Regions from separate parts of the Ovis aries genome. Here region 2 is linked to region 1. Evidence: chromatin contacts called from public Hi-C data. All regions are on one chromosome and are shown on one strand. Each heading gives the region's core, a stretch centred on a gene start, on an enhancer-like site or on the middle of the called end of the contact. The rest is flanking DNA. Distances are from core to core; before and after follow the strand shown.

What was found. Hi-C and Micro-C count contacts between places; a contact is called where the count stands out from the background.
Region 2: a contact with region 1 is called in a Hi-C map of liver, with 3 times the contacts expected there. The contact joins two enhancer-like sites. A contact is called at or near these places in 4 of 16 Hi-C or Micro-C datasets (blood, liver and mixed tissues).

Annotation. Positions count from the first base shown.
Region 1 is chr21:37,045,644-37,051,152 of ARS-UI_Ramb_v3.0, reverse strand. The region is part of intron 1 of LOC114110147 (a long non-coding RNA gene); the gene reads right to left. Among named protein-coding and RNA genes, the nearest start is that of FTH1, 6.9 kb to the right of the region's middle. Within about 2 kb of position 3,417, at least 47 of the 54 cell types and tissues checked have an H3K27ac peak or open chromatin away from gene starts, as enhancers often do. A contact at or near this core is called in liver, where this site is marked.
Region 2 is chr21:37,106,283-37,111,791 of ARS-UI_Ramb_v3.0, reverse strand. No RefSeq gene overlaps it. Among named protein-coding and RNA genes, the nearest start is that of INCENP, 49 kb to the left of the region's middle. Within about 2 kb of position 3,036, at least 3 of the 54 cell types and tissues checked have an H3K27ac peak or open chromatin away from gene starts, as enhancers often do. A contact at or near this core is called in liver, where this site is marked.

The DNA of each region.
Region 1 (5,509 bases), core at 2,168-4,667:
CAGGTGTTATAAGCGGAGGAGTAAAGTGCTTACCTTTGCATTTCACAAAGCTGAGACAGACAGAAAAGAGACTACAGTCATCCATATCTGTGGCTTCCTCGGCCACAGATTCAACCAACGGATCAAGATTATTTTTGAAGAAAATTCTAGAAAGTTCCAAGACGCAAAACATGAAATTGCCATGTGCCTGGCATATTTACATAACATTTACATTGCATTAGGTATCATAAGTAACCTAGAGACAATTTAAGGTACACAGGAAGATGTGCATAGGTTATATGCAAATACCTTACCACTTTATTTTCTTTCATTTTATTTTTTGGCAGTGCCACACAGCATGTGGGATCTTAGTTCCCCCATGAAGGATGGAACCCATGCCCTGCAGTGGAAGTGCAGAGTCTTAACCACTGGACCGGAGGGAAGTCCCAATACTACATCATTTTATATAAGGGACTTGGGAAAGATTGAAGGTGAGAGGAGAAGGGGATAACAGAGGATGAGATGGTTGGATAGCATCACCGACTCAATGGACATGGGTTTGAGTAAAGCCCGGAAGTTGGTGATGGACAGAGAGGCCTGGTGTGTTGTGGTTCATGGGGTCACAAAGAGTCAGACACTACTGAGAGATTGAACTGAACTGGGCATCTTTGGATTTTGGTACCCCCAGGGGTTCTGGGGATGCTGGTAGTTAGAGAGGGGTAGGGCTGCAAATCGTAGTACAGGCAGGAAATAGGAGCCAGGGGCACTGGTAGCCACCCAGGTTGACTAGGGCCTTCTCCATCATAACGATGAGGTATTCTGGGTCCTGCCCCTCTTCCTGGGACATGTAGGACTCCCCTCTGCTGATCACTGAGGCCCCATCCGCTGGCTCAGCCAGAAAAACCAGCTTGCCTGGACTGCCCCTACTGCCCTTCCCAGAAAGTCAATGAATCATCCTTCCACCTTCTACTGACTCCCAGCCTGGTTAGCCCTGCGCTGTTCTTTATACTTCAGCCTCCCCTCTGCCCCAGGCTACAGGATTCCTAACAAGCTTCGGTGTCCTGTCCCCGCCCCTCCCACCCACTACTCAGTGCAGCCTGAAACTCAAGCTTCTGCCTCAACCTCCCCCAGCAGACAGAGCAGTGTGCTTGTGCAGCCTCGCTGGGTGTGGGTGAAGCGAGTGTCCACGGCACAAGAGGCAAAGCAGACACCAGTCTCCACTTCCACAAGGAGGCAATCCCAGCCTCTGCCTGCCCAGCCTTGCCAAGACAAGCACACCACACTACTCTTGCCCCCTGTCCAAGGCTGCCTTTTGTGGAACCAGGCCTCTGCTGATTTGGCCAAGGTGGGCCTGACTGAGCCTGGACTGGGTGACATGGGTATGCCGTGTGGCTGGATATAAGCTCATGGGGTGCAACATGAATCATGGTGACAAGAGCACCCAAAGTGTGTGTGTGGAGGGGTGGGCACCCAGGGTAGCATGGGGTAGGGTTGACTCCAGAGACTGTAAATAGATACAAGCATCAAAGTTGAGAAAGGGAGACTTCCCTGGTGGTTCAATTGTTAAGACTCCCAGCTTTCACTGGAGGGTTCGATCCCTGGTCTGGGAACCAAGATCCCACATGCCATGTGGTGTGGCCAAACAAAAAAAAGTTCAGAAAGGCCAGGTGACTTCACTGACGCTTTCAGAATGTGGGCACATACCCAGCAGGTCCTTTGGAAGGATATAGGAAGAGACTAGTCAGAGACAGGGTATTCCACTGGGCCTGATCTCAGAGAAGGGCCCTAGGGCTGAAATCTATCAGAACTGGAAGGGCCCCTGGACTGCGCTAGGGTCTGGGATACCCGTTAGGATGGAGCCCAAAGTCCAGTGGGAAGTCAGACAAGTAAATGACAGCCAGGGCCCGTGGGACAAGGTCTCTGCCACAAGTGCGGTTGTGGACTCTTCCAGAGGGAGCTCCCATAGATGCCATAAGGCCTGAGTTGCCTTAAAAAGTGAGCCTTCTAGGACTTCCTTGGCAGTCCAGTGGTTAAGACTTCGCCTTCCAGTGCACGGGGGTGAGGGTTCGGTCCCCCACTGGGGAGCTAGGATCCCACACACCCCAAAACTCCAAAACATAGAAGCAATGCTGTAACAAATTCAGTAAAGACTTAAAAAAAAAAAAAAAAGAGTCTTCCATTTTCAAGTTATCCTCTAACATCCCAGGTCTTGACCTTAATCTCCTGAGAAAGGGGGAACCTGAGTGCCTAGACTAAGTCTACATTGCCGGATGGATTTTCAAGAAACAGTTTAAGGACAAACTCTCTGAATCATGGTTGCAACATCCAGAAATGTACCAGAATCTGATTCAGTATCATGGTTTCCAATTTCTGAACTCTGATTTCCTCACACTTCACTTTACTAACTCCAGGGAAAATCCTAGATATTTAAAAACACCGGCTGGTCAGTGAAAACATCGTTTAACCCATTCTTGCCCAATCCTCAGCCATGCTTCAGGTCCGGGTGATCCTCTTCATGGTCCTCAGCTTTGCACAAACTATGTTGGGCTCTGCTTTTTCACATAACATTGTTTCATATACTTTCCAGCAACACATTTATCCATTTTAATGACCACACCCTCAAGTGTCTTGTCCTTCATTTTCAGATTGTGTTTCTGCCAGTGATAATGGCTTTAGGCAAGCCCCAGCGTTTTATGGGCCTCTCACTTCTTTTTCTGTAAAATAGGCTGATCTGGAAACTCTAAGGTCCTTTCTAAGCCTTAATATTCTGAGGTCTATGATTTCCCCGCTGTGGAATCATAGCCTCATAGCAACAATCCCTAGAAAGGAGAGAGCTCCAATATCTGTTGAGAACTCAGTGTGAGGCAGAAAAGCAATAAGAAAGAAAATGGGTCCATAAAAAAAAGAAAAGAGAATTCCCTGGTGGTCGGTGGTTAGGATTCTGTGTTTTCACTATGGAGGTTCTGGATTCAATAAGATCCTGCAAGCCACGCAGTGAGGCCAAAAAAAAAAAGGGAAAAAATTCTTTAAAAAAGAAGAAAAACAAACAAAAAGTGACACCTCCTCTTTCCTGCAGAAACACCATCTGAGGCCTGGCTGGGTGAACTAGACCCCTTTGTTCCTTCCAGCCTGGACACCTAATCACACTAGGGAATGTGGCTCACCCTACAATAAAATCTTCCAGCGGGCTCCTTCCCTCCATGACAAAGCACTTTTGGAGCCCAAGCCCAACCCCTCCAGCCCAGCAGAGTGCTGAGTCATGGCGGGACAGCAGCTCTCTACCCCACCCACCCCCACAACCCCCGCTCCCTCCCTCACTCCTCTCCAGTTCCCGGATTAGCAGATTAGCGGTTGTTCTCCAGAAACTACAGGCCTGGCTCTTCCCTCCTCTGAGCCTCCTCCTGCCTAGGCGGCTGTCCCGGGAGGCCTGCCAAACTCCCCTCCTCCACAGAGTCACGAGGAACTGGAGGAGAGGGAGTGGGGGAAACCTGGTCAACAAAGGTCCAAAGATCAGGCCAGGGCTTCAGAAGACTCTAGAAGCTTGGAGATGGCAGTTCTGACACCCCAGGGCTCCCAGAAAGTGTGGAACAGGCCCAAGCAAACACACACACACACACACACACACACACACACACACACACACCCCTACCTGCACCACCCGCAGACACACACACACACCAGCACAAGAGTCCCCTTTCATTTTTCCCAGCCAGCCTCCCCCAGCGGGACCTTCTACATATTCCAAGCTGATTCTGTTTTGCCATGATGGTGACTGTAGCTGCATGTGTTGAAGCAAGCACAGAGCCAAGAAACCTCTGTTTTGCACTGGAACAACTTCTGGTAGGTCCAACTTAACGTTGGCTGTGTCCACCTGGATGTCCCAGAGGCCCTGAAACTTGGCACAGCTAATACAAAACCACACTGGCCTTCTTCAACAGTCTTCCCCCAAAACTGCATTTCCTTCTGTGCTCCCATCCTCAGTAAATGGCAGCAGTAACCCAGCTCCCCAGGCCAGAAAGCTGGGGGCTCTCGTGCCCACTCCCACCCCTTACCACCCCGGAGACACTATCAAATCAGCCACCTCATCCTGTCTGTTCTATCTGCTCCATATCTCTCAACTCTGCTTTCTCTCTCCTCTGCTCACTGAGAGCTAGGGCTATTACCTCCAAATAGGTACTCAGACCTCTTGTCTGACTTTAATCCATCCTCCACCTTCAATCGTGCATGTATCCATCCATTCAGTGCATACTGAGGACCAAGTTCCAAGCATCTTGCAAAATGCCTGAAGTGTAGGATGGAGAAGACAGGACCAATGCCTGCCTTCCAGGAGCTTACAGTATATAGTTAACAGGGAAGACGATCCAAAAATGATTTACGTGTCTGCAATATACAGTTAAACATACGAATATCTCTTTCATAGTATGGTTAATCTTCACTATTTAACAAGCTACAAGTATCAACTTAATTTATATTTGCATTTTGTTTATGGCATCTTTGGGCTTTCCTGGTGGCTCAGTGATAAAGAATCTGCCTGCCGGTGGAGGAGACATGGGTTCAATCCCTGGGTCTGGAAGATCTCCTGGAGAAGGAAATGGCAACCCACTCCAATATTCTTGCCTAGGAAATCCTATGGACAGAGGAGCCAGGTGAGCTGCAGGCCCCTGAGTCTGACATGACTTAGTGACTATACAACAACAACATGGCATCTTTTGTCTTAATAGCTTTTCATTTTTATAATTGTATGATTTCATTTAAGTGAAATTCTAGAACATGCAAAGTTAATTATTGGAAAATTTCAGAAGAGTGGTGGTTTTGAGGGAAGTGGAGGAAATCTACCAGATAGGGGTTCAAAGGGAATTTCTGGGATAATGAAAATGTTCTGCATCTTGTTTCAGCTGTATTCAAATGTCAAAACACATTTAATGAAACACCTAAGATTCTACATTTTATTTATGTTAATTATACCTTAATTTTTTAAAAATGAAAAATCACTCATTTTTGCAAAGAAAAGAATTTTGTTGACTACCTGCTTGGTACCAGTCAGCTTCATATTCCTAGATTCAGAATATTTTTCTAGGTATGCCTCCTCAAAGATATAACTCCACATATTTTGAATTCATCAAGCTTTGGTGGGATCACACCCTTTGTTCTCTTTCCCTGGGCACTTGGTCCTACTGAAAGAACTTCCCTGCAGCTTGCTTGCTTGCTAAGTCAATTCAGTTGTGTCCGACTCTGTGCAACCCCATAGACGGCAGCCTACCAGGCTCCGCCATCCCTGGGATTCTCCAGGCAAGAACACTGGAGTGGGTTGCCATTTCCTTCTCCAATGCGTGAAAATAAAAAGTGAAAATGAAGTCACTCAGTCGTGTCCGACTCTTAGTGACACCATGGACTGCAGCCTACCAGGCTGCTCTATCCATGGGATTTTCCAGGCAAGAGTACTGGAGTGGGGTGCCATTGCCTTCTCCTCCCTGCAGCTACCTTAATCCAGTCAAGACATTTGACCTTGATTTGGTCACTGCCAGGAGGA
Region 2 (5,509 bases), core at 1,787-4,286, 61 kb before region 1:
TTAGTTGCTCAGTTGTGTCCGACTCTTTGCGACCCCATGAATCGCAGCACGCCAGGCCTCCCTGTCCGTCACCATCTCCCGGAGTTCACTCAGACTTACATCCATCGAGTCAGTGATGCCATCCAGCCATCTCATCCTCGGTCGTCCCCTTCTCCTCCTGCCCCCAATCCCTCCCTGCATCAGAGTCTTTTCCAATGAGTCAACTCTTCGCATGAGGTGGCCAAAGTACTGGAGTTTCAGCTTCAGCATCATTCCTTCCAAAAGAAATCCCAGGGCTGATCTCCTTCACAATGGACTGGTTGGATCTCCTTGCAGTCCAAGGGACTCTCAAGAGTCTTCTCCAACACCACAGTTCAAAAGCATCAATTCTTCAGCGCTCAGCCTTCTTCACAGTCCAACTCTCACATCCATACGTGACCACTGGAAAAACCATAGCCTTGACTTGAGGGACCTTAGTTGGCAAAGTAATGTCTCTGCTTTTGAATATGCTATCTAGGTTGGTCATAACTTTTCCTTCCAAGGAGTAAGCATCTTTGAATTTCATGGCTGCAATCACCATCTGCAGTGATTTTGGAGCCCAAAAAAATAAAGTCTGACACTGTTTCCCCATCTATTTCCCATGAAGTGATGGGACTGGATGCCATGATCTTCGTTTTCTGAATGTTGAGATTTAAGCCAACTTTTTCACTCTCCACTTTCACTTTCATCAAGAGGCTCTTTAGTTCCTCTTCACTTTCTGCCATAAGGGTGGTGTCATCTGCATATCTGAGGTGATTGATATTTCTCCTGGCAATCTTGATTCCAGCTTGTGCTTCTTCCAGTCCAGCATTTCTCATGATGTACTCTGCATAGAAGTTAAATAAGCAGGGTGACAATATACAGCCTTGACATTCTCCTTTTCCTATTTGGAACCAGTCTGTTGTTCCATGTCCAGTTCTAACTGTTGCTTCCTGGCCTACATACAGATTTCTCAAGAGGGAGGTCAGGTGGTCTGGTATTCCCATCTCTTTCAGAATTTTCCACAGTTCATTGTGATCCACACAGTCAAAGGCTGTGGCATAGTCAATAAAGCAGAAATAGATGTTTTTCTGGAACTCTCTTGCTTTTTCCATGATCCAGTGGATGTTGGCAATTTGATCTCTGGTTCCTCTGCCTTTTGTAAAACCAGCTTGAACATCAGGGAGTTCATGGTTCATGTATTGCTGAAGCCTGGCTTGGAGAATTTTGAGCATTACTTTACTAGCATGTGAGATGAGTGCAATTGTGTGGTAGTTTGAGCATTCTTTGGTATTGCCTAAAAGCAGGAGCTAAAACCCCCAGATGGAAGATGCCTTCCCTATACTGGGAGAAAAGTAATATTGTTTTTATCAAGGCCAGGGAGTTGAACCCAGAATTCTATACAAACAGAACTTGCTGAAATAATTCTCATCTTCCGTTAGCCTCCTTTATGTTTTTCTTTCTTTTCTACAATTGCCTCTCTTTGTTCAAACTACTATAAAAACCATTGAGGGTTTATCACTTTCTTTGAGTCTGCATTTTCTTACGAGGGCTCTTGTGTCATATAAGACTTGTTGTAAATAAAGGTGTGTGCTTTTCTCCTGTTAATCTGTTTTATGTCAATTTAATCCTCAGGCCCAGCCAAAAACCCTAAAAGGGCAGAGGTAAAAATTGCCTCCCTTACACTAAGGATATGATATTTTGAAAATAAATCCAGAAAACACAAGTCCTGTTTTGATTATTAGACTCAACGGTCAGAAAATTACTCTTGGAAATTGCTATAAAACTTGCTTAACAATTTCTCTTGCCTTCTGTACTTATTACTTCTTGGACCAGCCGCACAGTTCATGGATGAGCCCCTGCCTCTGTAACACTGTGTATAGTCCTGGTCTAACTCACCTTGAAAGAGTTTGCTGTGTTTTAATAAAACACATTCTTTACTATTGTGTGTGTGCTAATTGCTTAGTAGTGTCTGACTGCAACCCCATGGACTGTAGCCCGCGAGGTTCCTCTGTGCATGGAATTCTCCAGGCAAGAATACTGGAGTGGGTTGCCATTCCCTGCTTTAGGCTTCACCACTTTAAGTGTTAATAATATCCCAATTTGTTGTTGTGTAGTTGCTAAGTTGTATCTGATTCTTTTGTAACCCCATGGACAAGAGTACTGGAGTGGGTTGCTGTTTCCTTCTCCAAGGGATCTTCCTCACCTAGTAATCAAACTGCTTCTCCTGCATTGCCCTTAGGATTCTGTCACGCGAGTGTATGTCCCTCGATTCTTTGTCTCATCACAACAAAGATTTGGAGTGACGGACATTAAAGCCCCCTCAGCAAGTCACAGCTCTCAGGTCTTGGATAGACTGTGTTATAGCTCTCAGGTCTCAGATGGACCATGTTATAGCTCTTAGACAAATCAGTGTTACAGCTCTATTTTATTTAGAAGATAACAGGAAAATCCATCTTTGAAGCGTAAGGGCACGTCGATCTAAAGACACGAGAAGAAGAGCGCCTCAGCGCGTGGGAGAGAGAGAGACAGAGAGAGAGAGAGCTGGCCCTGGCTCCTCTGTTTATATGTTTGTCTCTCTCTGGGCCTGTCGATGTAAATTGGGCCTGCCAGGAGTGTTGTTTGTTTAACCTGAGGTCCTCACTCCGGTCCTCGGCCCTTGGACCTTCTTTTGTTCCATTTTCGCGGGCTTTTCCCTTCCTCGTCTGTAGCCACCGCCATTTCGGACTCCTTTTCCTGTTCTACCTACCTAACAATTCTTTACCACCGAGCCACCAGAGAAGCCCAATATCCTGATTCGTTTACCAAAAAAAATAAAAAATAGAAGCCAGGTATTTATTCTTTCCCCATTTTCTCACCCTCTCCCCGGCAGGCCAGCTCCCCTTCCTACTTCCTTTTCTCCTCCCTCTACATTTCCTTTTCTCAGTCCCAGCAGCCAACTAATTGGATGATTTGACCTTTTGTTGTGAGTTCATTTCTCTCTGTGGTTGACAACTTCTCTGGTGGATCGGGCAGGAATGGAGTCAAGAACTCACACTGAATACAAGCAGTGCCTTGGGTCATGTCCGTGGGCAGAGGCGCTGTATCAACCACTGACGCTGTAGGTGAGATAAAAGGAACTAACCAGTTGGTTGCTCCAGGATTCCATCTGAGGGAGGTTCTGGCTCTGGGCACCTCCACCTTTGCTCCTTCTGGCACAGTGAGGTTCCAGAAGACACTTTCTTAGTATTTCAAGGAGCCCACATCCCTGTGGGCTCCAGGTCTGGCTTGGCCACTTTACCAAGCTGTCTTTCTCCTGGTGACCCAGCCTGTGGGCTCATCCTTGGGGTCCTTGATCTCCTGATCACCCCAGTCAGGATCACAGCTGCTGTGGGTGCCAGACAATGGATTCAGCTCCACACTCTTGTTTCAGTGTGTTCTCTCTGGCCATGGGCAGAATGACAAAAAGATTTGAATGTAAGAGTCCTCTGAAGTTCAGTGAGCAAACAGACTTAGGGTTTCATATTTATCACACAGGGTTATCACATTTATCATTACATCAGATGAAGTGGAGCCAGATGCTTTGCGGGGCAGGGAGCAGCCAGGGAAGATTTGTAGTGGGAACTGTGTTCCCTGGGTTAGAGGATTGCAGAAATGGAGTATGGGACCTCCCTGGCGGTCCAGTGGTTAATAACCTGATCCCTGGTTGGGGAACTAAGATCCCACGGGTCAAAGGGCAACTGTTGTGTTTGAGCATGGAAAAAATTCCATGTACTGCAACTAAGACCCAACATGACCAAAAAGAAATACTTTTTTTTAGAAAAATGTAATGGGGTACGGGATGTGCAAGGGGATAAGAGTAGGGTGGCTGGAGCTGTGGGTGTGAAGTGTGGGTGTGTGGGCGTGAAGGAGGCGCATCCATGGGGCCCCCAACTGCCCCCTCAATTCTCACAAGACTCCTGCAGTCAGGTCGCTACCTTCTGGTCTCCCTTCCTCCTCTCTTGTCCCCTAAAAATCCACTCTCTGCAGCCAAAGTGATTCTTTTATTTTTTTAATTTTTTTTCAAAGTGATTCTTTTAAAATGTAGTTCCAACTTGTCACAGCCCTGCTCCACTCTGTCCACTGGTTTTCAAATAAAATCCAAACTCACCACCTAGCCTCAATGCCTGGTGTGAGACTCTGTCTAGCACCACCCTCCCTGGAGCCCTCTGACAGGTACCAGCCTAACAGTGGCACATTGAGCCTCACCTGGACAGGGAGAGGAGACCTGGAGTGGCAGAGCCCTCCAGCCCCAGAGGACCACAGGAATGTCCTTTTCTTGGTGCAGCAGGCTCTCATGGGCTCATTTGCTTGAGGAGATGGGATTTCCATTTTCCACAAGTGGAATATAAAACTAAGCAGTACTGGGGCTCCCCTGATGGCTCCATGGCAAAGAATCTGCCTGCCAGTGCAAGAGACACGAGTTCGATCCCTGATCCAGGAAGATCCCACGTGCTGTGGGACGGCTAAGCCCATGCGCCACAACCATTGAACCTGTGCTCTAGAGCCCAGGAGCTGCAACTACTGCGCCCACGTGCCCCAGAGCCTGTCCTGCAACAAGAGAAGTAACTTCAGTGAGAAACCCAAGCACTGCAACTGGAGAAAACACCTGGGCAGCAACGAAGACCGAGCACAGTCAAAAATAAAGAAATGAAATCACACACGCACACACAAGACTGGCATTTTCCAGTGAGGGTAAAGATGTGTGAACCCTACAACCAGCCATTGCATTCCTGCAGAAATATTTATGTACATGTATGCGGATCTCGGAGGGCAGAGGGCCAAGAAGCTACAGCCCACTGACCAATCCTGCCCCCAGTCTGATTTTGTGCAGCTCATGAGCTAAGAACTATTTTACAGTTTTTAGAATGACTTTTCCCTTTTTTCATATTTTAAATTTTATTTCAAAATAAAGACGAATGTTTGACAAAGACCATTGTTGTTTAATCGCTAAGTCCTGTCTGACTCTGGGACACCGTGGACTATATAGCCTGCCAGGCTCCTCTGTCTATGGGATTCTCCAGGCAAGAATATTGGAGTGGGTTGCCATTTCTTTCTCCAAACAGAGACCATATTTGGCCACAAAATGTAAAATATTCCTTTACAGAAAAAATGTGCCAACCTCTGATTATAGGAATGCTCACACAGGATTGTTTCTAATAGCAGAAAACCAGAAACATCTGAAATAGCCGTTATTTGTAGAATAGTATTCTGAGGTCCCCAACATTTTTTGGCACCAAAGACCAGTTTTGTGGAAGACAATTTTTCCACAGACGAGATGGGGGATGGTTTCAGGATGATTCAAGAGCAATATATTTATTGTGAGCTTTATTTCTATTATTATTACATCAGCTCCACATCAGATCATCAGGCATTAGATCCTGGAGGTTGGGGACACGCCCCCTGCACCCCTCCCGCCCCGCAATAGGTCGTTACATTTTAATTTGTTCACTTAAGGAATATCACTCAGCAGTGGAAATGGTCACACGTATAA